Linked DNA regions of Danio rerio: region 1 is linked to region 2. A link is a contact called in public Hi-C data. All regions are on one chromosome and are shown on one strand. The core of a region is the stretch at or near the end of the contact, and the rest is flanking DNA. Distances in the headings are between cores, read along the strand shown.

Region 1 (6,104 bases), core at 3,403-5,902, 56 kb before region 2:
TGAAGTAGTAAATAAAACAAGGAAATAATTTCTGCTTTTGAGCTTATATCTTTTCAATAATGTCTGTGGAGGCTAGCCAAAAAGTTGTGCATAATTACTTGATGACAAAATTGCAACTGCTAACAATCAAAATTCTGTAAAACTAGATATTTCCAATTGTTAACTTCTGTGTTTACTAGGTGTTTTTGCATAAACGCTTCTTGTTTGCAATAATAGTCTAAAAAGAGTTTTTTTTTTTAATGTAGTCAACTTTAATATAAATAAACACACAACTTCTGTTTAGACATGTTTAATCCCCTGAAATTAGCGCAACAATTTTTGGCCACAATTTTGTATTGATGGTATGTAATGAAAAGCCAAACTATATGTATTTTCAGTTATCATTCTTAATCATACTCTGTATTTGCAGAGATTTTAATATTTTGTTGATCATATGAGTTTTTTTTTTATCCTTGTTTTTTCTTCTTTTGCCTTTTAGTCTAATTTTTAAATTTACAATTAATAAAGGCTGATAAATAATTTTTCTGCGAACCATGACTAAGCTAACAAACAAATCTTTGTCAAACTATGCATTTTAGATTGTTAACTTGCGTGTTTACTAGATGTTTTGACTGACAACATAAAAATTGGCTAACTGGGTTGGCAGATGACTTAAGAGTTATTGTTAAATGCTGTCAATACATAATCGAACTAGACTATTTAGATCAGGGGTCCGTTCTTCGTACGTGGATTACTCAGTTAGCTGGATTTGGATATTGACGATTTGACACGATCCAGGATCGTTTCGTTCTTCAAAGCTGATCCGGGAGTTGTTGTCATAGCAACAGTTCTGCTAGCTCAAACCTGATCGGAAGCAGGTTCAATTCATATAAACAGGATTAGATCGGCTCAGTTCAAGCAAAGATAGTAGAGAAAGCATGTACCGAATTCTGAAATTTTCTTACAGTAGTAGTTATATACACTTAGGAAAATAGTTCATATTTTTAACTATATATATATATATATATAAAGTTATAGTTATTAATAAAATAAATAAAACTTATGCAATCTGCACCCCTGAAATAAAAGTACAAAGACTGCCACTTGTTGGTGCAAAAAGAAAACTTATTGATATGAACTTTTTAGATCGCTTACAATTTGTGTATGATAATAATAATGCAGAATATGTGACTTTTTAAAAAAAGCAATAATACATTAATGCAGTCATAAACATGTTTTGACAGTTAATATGCCAGTGATTATGCTTTACAAAAGTTGCAGATGCCTTTACCAATATCAAAATGCTTTTGTAAACATCCAGTTATTCCCTACAGTGATTAAAAAAACGGCTTCTATAATAAAGAAAATCTTTTCTAAACGTAGAAATAAATACATTGATATGCATTGAAATACATGATGAAAACTCTTGACACATGAAAGTGTAAAGCCTGCCACTCATAACAAATGTGGAAAGTTATTGGGTGTCATATTTGACAAAATGTTTCTGCTAATTTGTTGTAATTTTGCTCACATGGATAATTGAATATTAATCAGATGATGTCATTACGCTGCTGTGCCATCAGCAAATCCTTGCATTGCTGATCATGATTTCGAGGATCGATAGATCTGTCCTTCACAACACACGGAGCGATCTCAGATCAGTTCATCCAGACATTCTAATTTGATTTGCGAACTTGTTTGAAGAACCAAATTAGCGAGAGATCAGTGATCAAGATTAAAAGATCCAGGATCTGCCAAATCATCTTAGATCATTTAAGCGAGGTACGAAGAACGGACCCCTGGACTGCATTTCGCTGTTTGTTATTTTATTTTGAGTGGTTTATGACCGTGGTAAAGTTAGTTTTACATTTGACATTCGGTTTCAAACCAAGTTAAATTCTTTGTTCCTGCTATTGTTTGAGTCAAAACTATGTCAGAGAGACATAAATGTGTGCTGAGATACTGAGATATATAGGCGAGATAATTTTACCCCAAGTCAATGACATTTTTTGAGCTAGCTTTTATTTATTTATTTTGTATAGCGCTTTTACAATGTAGATTGTCTCAAAGCAGCTTCACATAAATGGTCATAGTAACTGGAACACAGTAGTTCAGTTTTTAGTGTTTAGGTTCAGTTCAGTTTAGCTCAGTTCAGTTCAGTGTGGTTTAAAATCATTACTGAGAGTCCGAACACTAAAGAGAAAATTAATCGATGGGTAGCTCTACCGATCCCAAACCATGCAAGCTAGTGGCAACAGCGGAGAGGGAAAAAAAAACTCTTGTTTGTCTTATTTTGACTGCTATACTATTATAAATAGTGAAAATAACTCATCAAAAAAGGTTTTAAGACCAAGTGGAATCCTCTATTGAGTGTTGTTTTGACTTCATCTAATCAGTTTTGGCCAGTGCAAACAATTATTTTTCATGAGTCCAACATCCAGCTGTGCAAGAAAACACACAGTCTGACTTATGTGAGTCATCTTTCACTACTGTATTGTTTTTAAATGGAGAAAATATTTTACAAGTGACTTTTATACTAAATCTTGGACCTTATTAAAACAAAAAGACCAATAAAAAGGTGTGAAGCACCATAAGCTGTCCATATTAAAATTAATTTGAATACTGTTGGCTATTGATGTTATCCAGGAATTTTCATGCGTACTTTTTTTTGCGTATGATGACCATCCATCTATTTAGGCTAAAATAGTGCTAAAAATGTCACTAAAATGCAGTTTTAAAACTCATAATTAAATAGTAGCCTAAATGAGGCCTATAACCGCAAATAGGTCTAATTTTTAAGAAAAAAAGAAACACCCCTTCACCAGGCTGGCGTTGTACGCAGCGCTCATGACGTCTCACCTGTCACCTGACATTACTGCAAACGACCAAGCAAACAATAATCCTAACATATTACATGGGAGTGTACGGTGGAAACAGTTTTGCAGTTTTTTTGCAGCCCGTGCAATAAGCAGACGCGGATAAAGCAAGTGCTTGTGATTTCAGGGGCGCCTCCAAGGGGTGGCCAGGGGTGGCCACGGCCACCCCTCGGTAAACTCTGGCCACCCCTGTGGCCACCCCAATATAATTTTGCGGTTGACATTATTGATTTAAATGAACTTATAAATTCCCAATATTTAGATAAATAAATAAATACATAAATAAATAAATAAAATGCAGTCACTAAATTATTGTTGGTGTTACTGACGTAGCTCTCCCCCTCTGGTTCAATGCTGGTGAAAGCAAACTGACGCATGCGCGCGGAAAACCATTCCCGCGCGCCTCACGCACTCCTGTGTGAATCCCGGTTGGTTGTTTGCATGCACGCCGACATAATAGGCACCGCTCATGCGCCGTGAAACCGGAGTAACAGCCTTTTGTGCAGAAGTGTCGGCACACAGCGAGTTTTGAAAGTCGTTTAAAGTTTATATAATATGATGATGATGATGATGATGATGATGATGATGATGTTAATTTCACTAAGCATGCCTTTAAAGCAGAAAGGAGGGATAATGAGTCAGGGAGGTAAGACTTTATAACATGATTTCTCAGCCATGATCTGGTCTAAGACCACAGATAATTCTATAATACATTTTTTGTATTCTTTAGAATTGTCATAATTAATTTTCATGCAAAAGGTTTCTTAAGTGATGTTGGCATATCACTCCAGTTGTTGTTTTCCAGTAATATTTAGGACTGATTTCTGTTATTTATTTAGAATAATAATTGTATAATAATATTAATTGTATTTATTTAGAATAAATATAAATAAATTTTTATATTTATTGAATAACAAATCTAACAATTCAAGAGAGGTGGGGATGTATAGGGTGGTTCGCCAAGGGTGTCATTTAAACTAGAACCGCCACTACCCTCCCCGTTCGTCCTTGACAGCACACACACACCTTCAATAGACAGCAATGGCTATTTAATATTTACCTTAAGCTACAGTATATCAATAGAAGAAGCTGCATTAATAAAATGGTTCAAAAAGCAATATGGATAAATAATATTATTAGGTATAGGGAGTGTGTATAGTAATGCCTTTTGTTCAGTTTGTTCATTTGTTTGGGTAATTAATAAACTCATTATTCTTTCATTCATTTTCTTTTCGGCTTAGTCCCTTTATTAATCCAGGGTCACCACAGCAGAATGAACCGCCAACTTATCTAGCACATTTTTACACAGCGGATGCCCTTCCAGCTGCAACCCATCACTGGGAATAATAAACTCATTAATCTTCATTAATTTTAGACATGGCATATCTCGTATGATGTACAATAAAGGCACGTAAAAAAAGAAGTCATTTATACAGTATATGAAAAGTGTTTTTAAACTAAACATAGATTTTTATTTGGTTTGCACATGTACTTGCTGAATTATTTCAAAGAATAAATTGCAATATTTCAAGTAGAATTAATTAAATGAATAAAACTACATTATTTCATTTACCAGAAACAAAAATATAACATTACACTGAATTCATTATTTTTCTTTGTGTGCCACCCCAAGATTTGGTGCGGCCTCTTCTGGCCACCCCTAAGAAAATTTTCTGGGGGCGCCACTGTGTGATTTACATGTGAAGTCAATGCCATGATGCGATTAGAGATCCTGCTGCTGCGCGAATCGGGCGTTTCTGGCGTTCAGAAAACAAGAGAGAGTGGGATCATCTAACAAACGGAGCAGTGGAGCAGACAGATAAGCAACCAGCTTTCAGTGATGGAGAGGATGACAGCCGCTGTACGTGGCTACAATGAAGTAAGCATCAATTATTTTTGATTTACATGTATGGCTGCAGGCATGTAGTTACCAGCCTTCGGGACCATGTTAGAGACTTCTGTGAGATTTCCAGTGGGCCGCGGTCTTTTTAGGCCGGTGAGCATTTTGTCTTTTAATTAGTTCGTGCTGTAACTTGTAATTATATCCGGACGTACATATTATATAGATTAATCCTAGGTTTATGTGTCTTTCTGACTGGCCACATAAAGCTGACGCGAACTGACTAGTAAAACTGCTAAACACGTGACGATTGGCTGAGCATGGACCAATCAGAATCAAGTTCAAGTTTAAGAGTGGTTGCTGCGCAACTGTTGACATGCTGCGATAGTGAACATAAAATATACAACATCTTTACAGTCATTGATCCAAACGTAAAGGAGGAGCTGAGGGAGAAAAAAAGACAAACACTTGAAGCAGAAGCCACCAAATATGTTGAAATAAATGAGTTAATCGCTAAAAGGCTGGCAAAAGACTTTGGTGAAGATGTTAGCAGGGCAGCTCTGACTGAGGTGAGACGGCCATTTAATAGGATAAAATGGTAATCAGTATATACTAAAAGTTTTTAATTATTAAGCGATTTGCAGTCGTGATATTGCTTTAAAAACACATCAATCCAATTAATAAGAAACTGTTAAGTGACTTACAATGTCTGACTAAAACAAAGTTGCCTGATTTAGCTTTATTTTGTCTAACTGACCTGCTGCAGCTTCAACACGGCAGTGTTTCATTTGTGAATTCATACTAAGACATTTTCTTTTTGGCTTAGTCCCTTAAGTTAATCTGCGGTCGCCACAGTGGAATGAACCACTAACTTATTTAGCATGTGTTTTATGCAGCACTGGGCAGCATGTGCTTCCAGCTGCAACCCATCACTGGGAAACATCCATACACACTCATTCACACACATACACTTACAATTCAGCTCACCCAATTCACCTACCACGTGTTTTTGGACTTGTGGGGGGAACCAGAGCACCCGGAGCAAACCTACATGAACACGGGAAGAACATGCAAACTCCCAACTGAAAAATATCAACTGACCCAGTCAGGGCTCGAATCCAGTGACTTTCTTGCTGTGAGACGATTGTACTACACTGCTCCACCGTGCTGCCCCATTTAATGTTTTTTGAATAAATCAAGTGAGTCAGTGATTCAACTACCCATTCATGAAGACAGTCACTTGTTTTGCACCTAAATGAATTAGCTGTTCAAATGAATAAATTAAATGAATGATTCAGTGATAAAATCAGTGATTTGGCATCACATAGAGGCTATTTAATTATTTTAATTTTTGCAGTAAAATTTAAGTTATTGAAAACATTTTAACCAACCAACATTTTTGTATTCAA
Region 2 (6,222 bases), core at 1,009-3,508:
GACAGCCTGAAGAAGCACCTGAAAGTTCATACAAAAGAGAAGCCTTATGTTTGTTCTACATGTGGAAAGTGTTTCAGTGAGATGAGCACTTTAAAACTACACCAGAAAAGACACAATGGTGTGAAGAATCAAACGTGCGTTGATTGCGGAAAGACCTTTGTTACGAAAGCTGAACTGAAGCTGCACCAGAGAACTCACACTGGACAAAAACCTTACAAGTGTTCACACTGCGACAGGGTGTTTAAGTGGTTAGTGTCTTTAAAAATACATGAGAGGATCCACACTGGTGAAGTGCCATATCACTGTGCTCAGTGTGGGAGAGGATTTGGTAAATTAGCTTATCTGCGCAATCATAAAAATAAATGTGTAATTAAAGAACCATCATTTAAAGTGTGATTCAACATATATTGGATTGTAGGAGCACAAGAGCTCTACAATGAAGACTGGTTATATTGAATGTATACATTTACATTGGAAAGTATGAGGGAAGCTTTTTTTTAAAAAGCGAAAGTGAAAGTAAAACTTTGGCTGTGCTGTATCATCAATTGCCTCAACAATTCTCACTGTGAATGTGGAAAGTGTGTTTCTGTGTGTAAACAACACAACGAAAATAAAAATGAAAAACAGCAGGCTGGTAGGAAAGTGAAAGTGAAAGTAAAGCTATTACCTCACAAAACTGAACATTAAAGCCATATTGCTTTACATGCACCACAAATAAAGTAGGAAACCATATCTGGAAATTTATATTTTTGTACCTTATCGATGTAATCACTTTTGGTTTTGTATGCATTAATGTATTAATTGAGTTATATTAATATAGTTTAACATTGAGTAGTTTTTGATGCAATGGTATATAACGATCATATACGTAATCCATATTAAGAGTGATTCCTTCCAAATGAACAATGTCTCATTAGTTTTATTTTCAGATATCATTTTAATTCATTATATCATTATAATGATTTTGTGTTGTTTAACTTGTTTCATTTAAATATGATGTTGATCATTGTATTTATCATAAATCTTTTGTTTAAAATAAGTTGTGTACATATTTTTCTAATTAATATTTGGGAGATTTTGGTTGTAAAGTATATTTTTACCTTGCGTTGATGACGTCACTAGAGTCTCACAGTCTGGTAAGTTGTTATATATGACAAAACACTGTTATCTTGAAATGACTGTGTTTTGCTGACATTAAGAAGAATGCACAATGTTTGATGTTTAAATTACATACTGTGTGCAATAGGGTGAGATATTGCATCGCAGCGCCATGCGTTTTAGAATCAAAGGGGTGTGCATTTTGCATTTTCTATCAAGGGGGTGCGCGACTATTTTTTAGAATTTTAACATGCATGGTGCTGCATCGTCGCTGGGCGCAGCATCCAGTGTGTGACCCCTCTCTTAACAATGTCACTACTGGGACTGTATTGCTGATATATATATATATATATATATATATATATATATATATATATATATATATATATATATATATATATATATATATATATATATACAGATTTTTTTTCGCCTATCAATATATTTATTTACAATTTTCATGATTTTCTCAGAATTAAGTTATTTTACCCGTAGACATGCTGATAAATTTGCATATGGCCCAAGACACTGATGGCTAATTTTTCAGTTTTATTTTTTCGGGGGTGAGGGAGTAGTTAAATGGAAAGACTTCACCAATGTCTTTAAGCTTTCAGTTTTGTTTAAAAGGGAGATGATGGTTTTTCTTTCTTCAATTTAGTAGCTAGCTAGCATAAATTGATATCAGAGGGAATCAGTTGATAGGTTCTGAATAGGTGCATAAGAAATATTTTGAAATGTAAACAAACCATAAATCATACCAATGAAAAACTTTACTCGAAATGTTGTGTACACTGCAGTTTTATTTATTTATTTAATGTTACTTTCTAGTCAACACAATACAATGGCATTAGTGTTGTTGTTTTGTGTAGCTGAATCTAATGTAGCTGACTCTAATAATAAAAAATAATTGATTCTGGCCATACATCAACAATGTATATGCCCTGTATATCGGCATTGGTTGTCTATAGTGTGTGTGGATTGAAACAATTCAACATTCAAAGTGTAGTAATTCTCAAGTAAAAACTCAATATTTTCGTCAAACTGTTAAAAATAGTTGCAGATGACGTTCAAAACAGATTTAACATGTCATATATTCGTCCTCCTCAGTGGGTGGCGATATATGCACGGTAAGTTGGTTTGCCAACCGTCAAAAGACGAAAAGAAGAAGTTGACGGTGTTTATGAAATCACAGCACAAAAACAATTTATCCACAAACATACTGAATGACACTTGAAGATACTGAATAACAAGAGGTTAGTGTTTATTCCTGTTCTTCATTTGTGATGCTGAAATACATCAATGTTTTAAAACATAAAGCCGTCAGTTGTATTGGTTGCAGTCAAATTATAAAGAGCTGTGATTTAATAACACAACGTTAGCAAACAAAGCGGTTGACTTTTTATGAAACGGCTACAGATTGGAGCCTAAATAATTTTTGATCAATTTTAGATATTTGTTTAAAACCAGAAAACCCTATTTGATTGTTGTTTACATGTCTTATAACTTGATTTAATGTTGTTGATGAGTTAATGGGTTGAATTTAATAAAAAAATAGGAAGCTTTTGCAGCTACACAATGTTTTAAGTGACTGACCAATTTGAAATACTGGAAATAAATGCATTTATGAAAAATTTCAAATAAATAATTTAAGCTTGTTTATATGTAATATTACGTAGCTGTTCAGTGTTTAGACTTTCAGCAGTGAAATTTAAACCACACTGAACTGAACTAACTCTGACAACTGGACTTACATGGTTTCAATCTACTAGAACTTCTATGTTAGGCTGCATTGACACTATTCAAATACATGAATTGAATTGAGTGTAGTCTTAATATATGATATGATTAAATGTTATCAGTGTAAAGATTTTTATATTATTTTACTGGTTGGGTTCAATGAAATTAAAATTTTTAAAATCACGATTGAGCTAATTTTGATTTAGGGTTTAGAGATAAAGAAATGCTCACAGTGTCTGTGAGAAAACTAAATGTTTTGTATTGTGCAAATGGCTTCTTTTTTCCCCTGCTTCTTTTCAGTGCTGTGCACATCACTTGCTGGTATCTCATTGTTTCAATGATCATTTAAAATATATATATATATATATTTTTACATTTTTAAAATATATACTCCAAATATTTATTTGTAATTATGTTATCATTTAATTTAGAACTTCTTTATGAAACATAAAGCATTTAAAAACATCAACTAACAATTTTAGACCCAAATATTTTCTCATTAAAATATACATTAAGACTTGCAACATTCTCACCGCATTCTTATTCACTTTGGTGGTAAGATTGCAGTAATCCTCAAATGATGAACAATGCACCATGAAATAAACAATTGAACTTAATCAGAAAAAATAGACTTATTTTGTCCATAGGTTATGTATCGTCATATTGCAAAGCCTCACATAGAAAAAAAAATTCTCATTTAATAATCTTAAATTAAGTATTTTCGTTACAGTTTTTGTTTCAAATTAATAAAATATTGTTAAATCCACCTAAGCTGGGTCTGCGTCAACACACCTTTATAGTATTAATTTGCATCAGTGTTTGCTTCTTCTTACAGTGACATTTCTCTCCTTGGTTTATGATTCTACTGAAAATAAAACTCTTTTATTTTAGACTCACTGAAAGAGACTGAAAATCCAAGGGAGGCAGAGGAGTAACAACATGTCCAAGCTGGGAAATATATCTCCGGGCCTCTCAATGACAAGAAGTAAGTTACTGGAAAAAAAAGCGGAGAGTCCTCAGACTTGTGATCAGTGCGGAAAGAGTTTCACCCGAAAAGAGAAGCTCAAAGAGCACATGAAAATCCACACCGGAGAGAAGCTGCCTACGTGTGATCAGTGCGGGAGGAGTTTCACATATAAAACGTCTCTTAGAGTGCACATGAAAATCCACAGCGGAGAGAAACCGCACACCTGTGATCAGTGCGGGAAAAGTTTCACACATAAAGGAACCCTTAAAAATCACATAAGAGCTCATACGGGAGAGAGGCCGTACACGTGTGATCAATGTGGAGTTTGTTTCAAACAGAAACGAAGTCTTGAGGATCACTTGACAATTCACACTGGAGAAAAGCCGCACCAATGTGATCAATGCGGGAAGAGTTTCAGAAAGCCACACACTGTTAGACGACATCTGCTTACCCATTCTAGAGTACGGCTGTTTCCTTGTGACCAGTGCGATAAAGCTTTTTTTAGGTTAGATGCCCTGAAGGATCATCTGAGAGTTCATACGAAGGAGAGGCCTTACACGTGTTTTTTGTGTGGGAATTGTTTTAGACATTCGAGTAGTTTAAACAAACACAACTGTAGAAAGGTGTGAAGAATCACATGCGCTTTCATTGTGGAAAGACGTTTGTTAGAGATGCTGATTTAAAACTGCGCCTGATGGATCACACAGAAAAACCTTACAAGTGTTCACACTGTAACAAGAATATCTGAAAGTGTATGAGAGGATCCACACTGGAGGAAACGCGTACAAGTGTTCATAATGAGATGAGATTTGTTGATTCAGTATGTCAACGTTAATGAGATGATCCACACTGGAGAGAAACCGTATCCCTTAGCTCAGTGATTGGCAAACTCGGTCCTGGAGGGCCGGTGTCCTACACAGTTTAGCTCCAACTCTAATCAAACACACCTGCTTATAGGTTTCTAGTGATCTGGAAGCATAGATATATACACTAGATATCGCATAGGGACCCTGAGAAAGCGTCAATAGCGCCTCCACATTGGTACAGTGCTCCCAGGACAAATGTCATTCAACCGCACTAGTCAAGACAGTGTTATTACGTGAAGATGTGGTACTTTAGCGCTGTCTCCGGGTGTAGTAACGAGCAAACAAAGAAAATAAAGCACAAAGGCAGAACATTTCATAGGTAATATTAAGTTTTTTTTTCTGTTTTTGTATGTTCTGAACTTTTGTGCCAATCAGGTAACGTTATTGATGATGACAGTCACTTACTGCATTCACCATACGGCAAAGCAGCTCCAACTCGCACTAAACACTTGGCTTATGCTAGTTTTGTAGAATAAAATCAGCAAACAATGCAAAAGAAATGTGACAACGAGATGCTGCGCTGCCAGAAACTTGTATTATTGTCGGCTAACGTTAGTGAAAGAGTCGTTCGGGGGATTAATTCACAAACGAATCGCTGCCTCCGTCAGTATGAGAAGTGAAAGCAGGAGAGGAGGTGTGTTTCAGGACATGATTAGATCAAATTTAACAGGGAGGGTGAATAGTACATTTCTGTACACACAAAAACACAAGCTTATTGTCAGGAATGCCCGTGCGGTCACTGACCCATCAGAGTAGAAAAGTGATGTAAAATTATAATTTTCGTAATTAGAAAAAAAAAAATTACATACTATCATCCAGGAAAACTCCCGATCATAGATATATGTGTATATGTGTATATCTCTGGATTTGGATGGCCACAGTCCTCCACTGTACCTTGGTCCCGCATTCATTTCAAAGGAGCGCTACCCTGTAGCAAGATGGCGGCGCTATTGACGCATTCCGTCCAATAGACAACAATAGGCCAGGCGACATCTAATGTATATATCTATGATCTTGAAGACACTGATTAGCTTGTTTAGGTGTGTTTGACTAGTGTTGGAACAAAACTCTGCAGGGACACCGGCCCTCGAGGATCAAGTTTGCCCATGCCTGCCTTAGCTTCACCATATTTGCGCACATATGGTGACCTTAAGTGATACAGTTTCTTACCTGTGTGTATCCGCTCATTAACTTTGACAAAAAGGAAGTCTTAGGAGCCGATCACACCGATAGCACATTTACGTTCCAAAAACGCGAGGCACATCGCACTGCCTTTTTGTTGACAATTATTTAAAGTCGCTAGGCAATGACTGAATCAGCTGGGTATTTTGCTAGAGTGTTGCTGTTGATATTTTTTATAATTTTAATATTTAATAATATTGTGATATTCAAGATATGTGAAGTCATACAGCTCCAGATAACTCAGAACAGCAACCACACACCTTTCCTTCATCCTCAAAAGCTACATCCTCTCCCTTGTTGTCTTGACAACATAAACATTGCAGGCACCTCAACGGAAACCCCGCCTCTGCTTTTATTTGATTGGAAAATGAA

The links. A called contact is a pair of places that touch in the nucleus more often than the background predicts.
Region 1: a Hi-C map of hematopoietic stem cells shows a contact between it and region 2, with 2.9 times the contacts expected there. The contact joins the promoter of si:dkey-253d23.2 here to the promoter of si:dkey-253d23.1 in region 2. A contact is called at or near these places in 3 of 18 Hi-C or Micro-C datasets (caudal fin, hematopoietic stem cells and an unstated tissue) and 3 of 4 datasets of contacts at active chromatin or transcription factors (caudal fin, embryo and gastrula embryo).

Annotation. Positions count from the first base shown.
Region 1 is chr22:9,525,371-9,531,474 of GRCz12tu, reverse strand. It overlaps si:dkey-253d23.2, which reads left to right and starts at 4,652. Exons shown (of 4, transcript XM_073937325.1): 1 at 4,652-4,734. It overlaps wu:fi42h12, which reads left to right. Exons shown (of 3, transcript NM_001423697.1): 3 at 1-26. It also overlaps a transcript of blf not described here.
Region 2 is chr22:9,467,103-9,473,324 of GRCz12tu, reverse strand. si:dkey-253d23.1 (a long non-coding RNA gene) reads left to right here and starts at 2,258. Exons shown (of 2, transcript NR_188772.1): 1 at 2,258-2,351; 2 at 3,727-4,206. It also overlaps a transcript of blf not described here.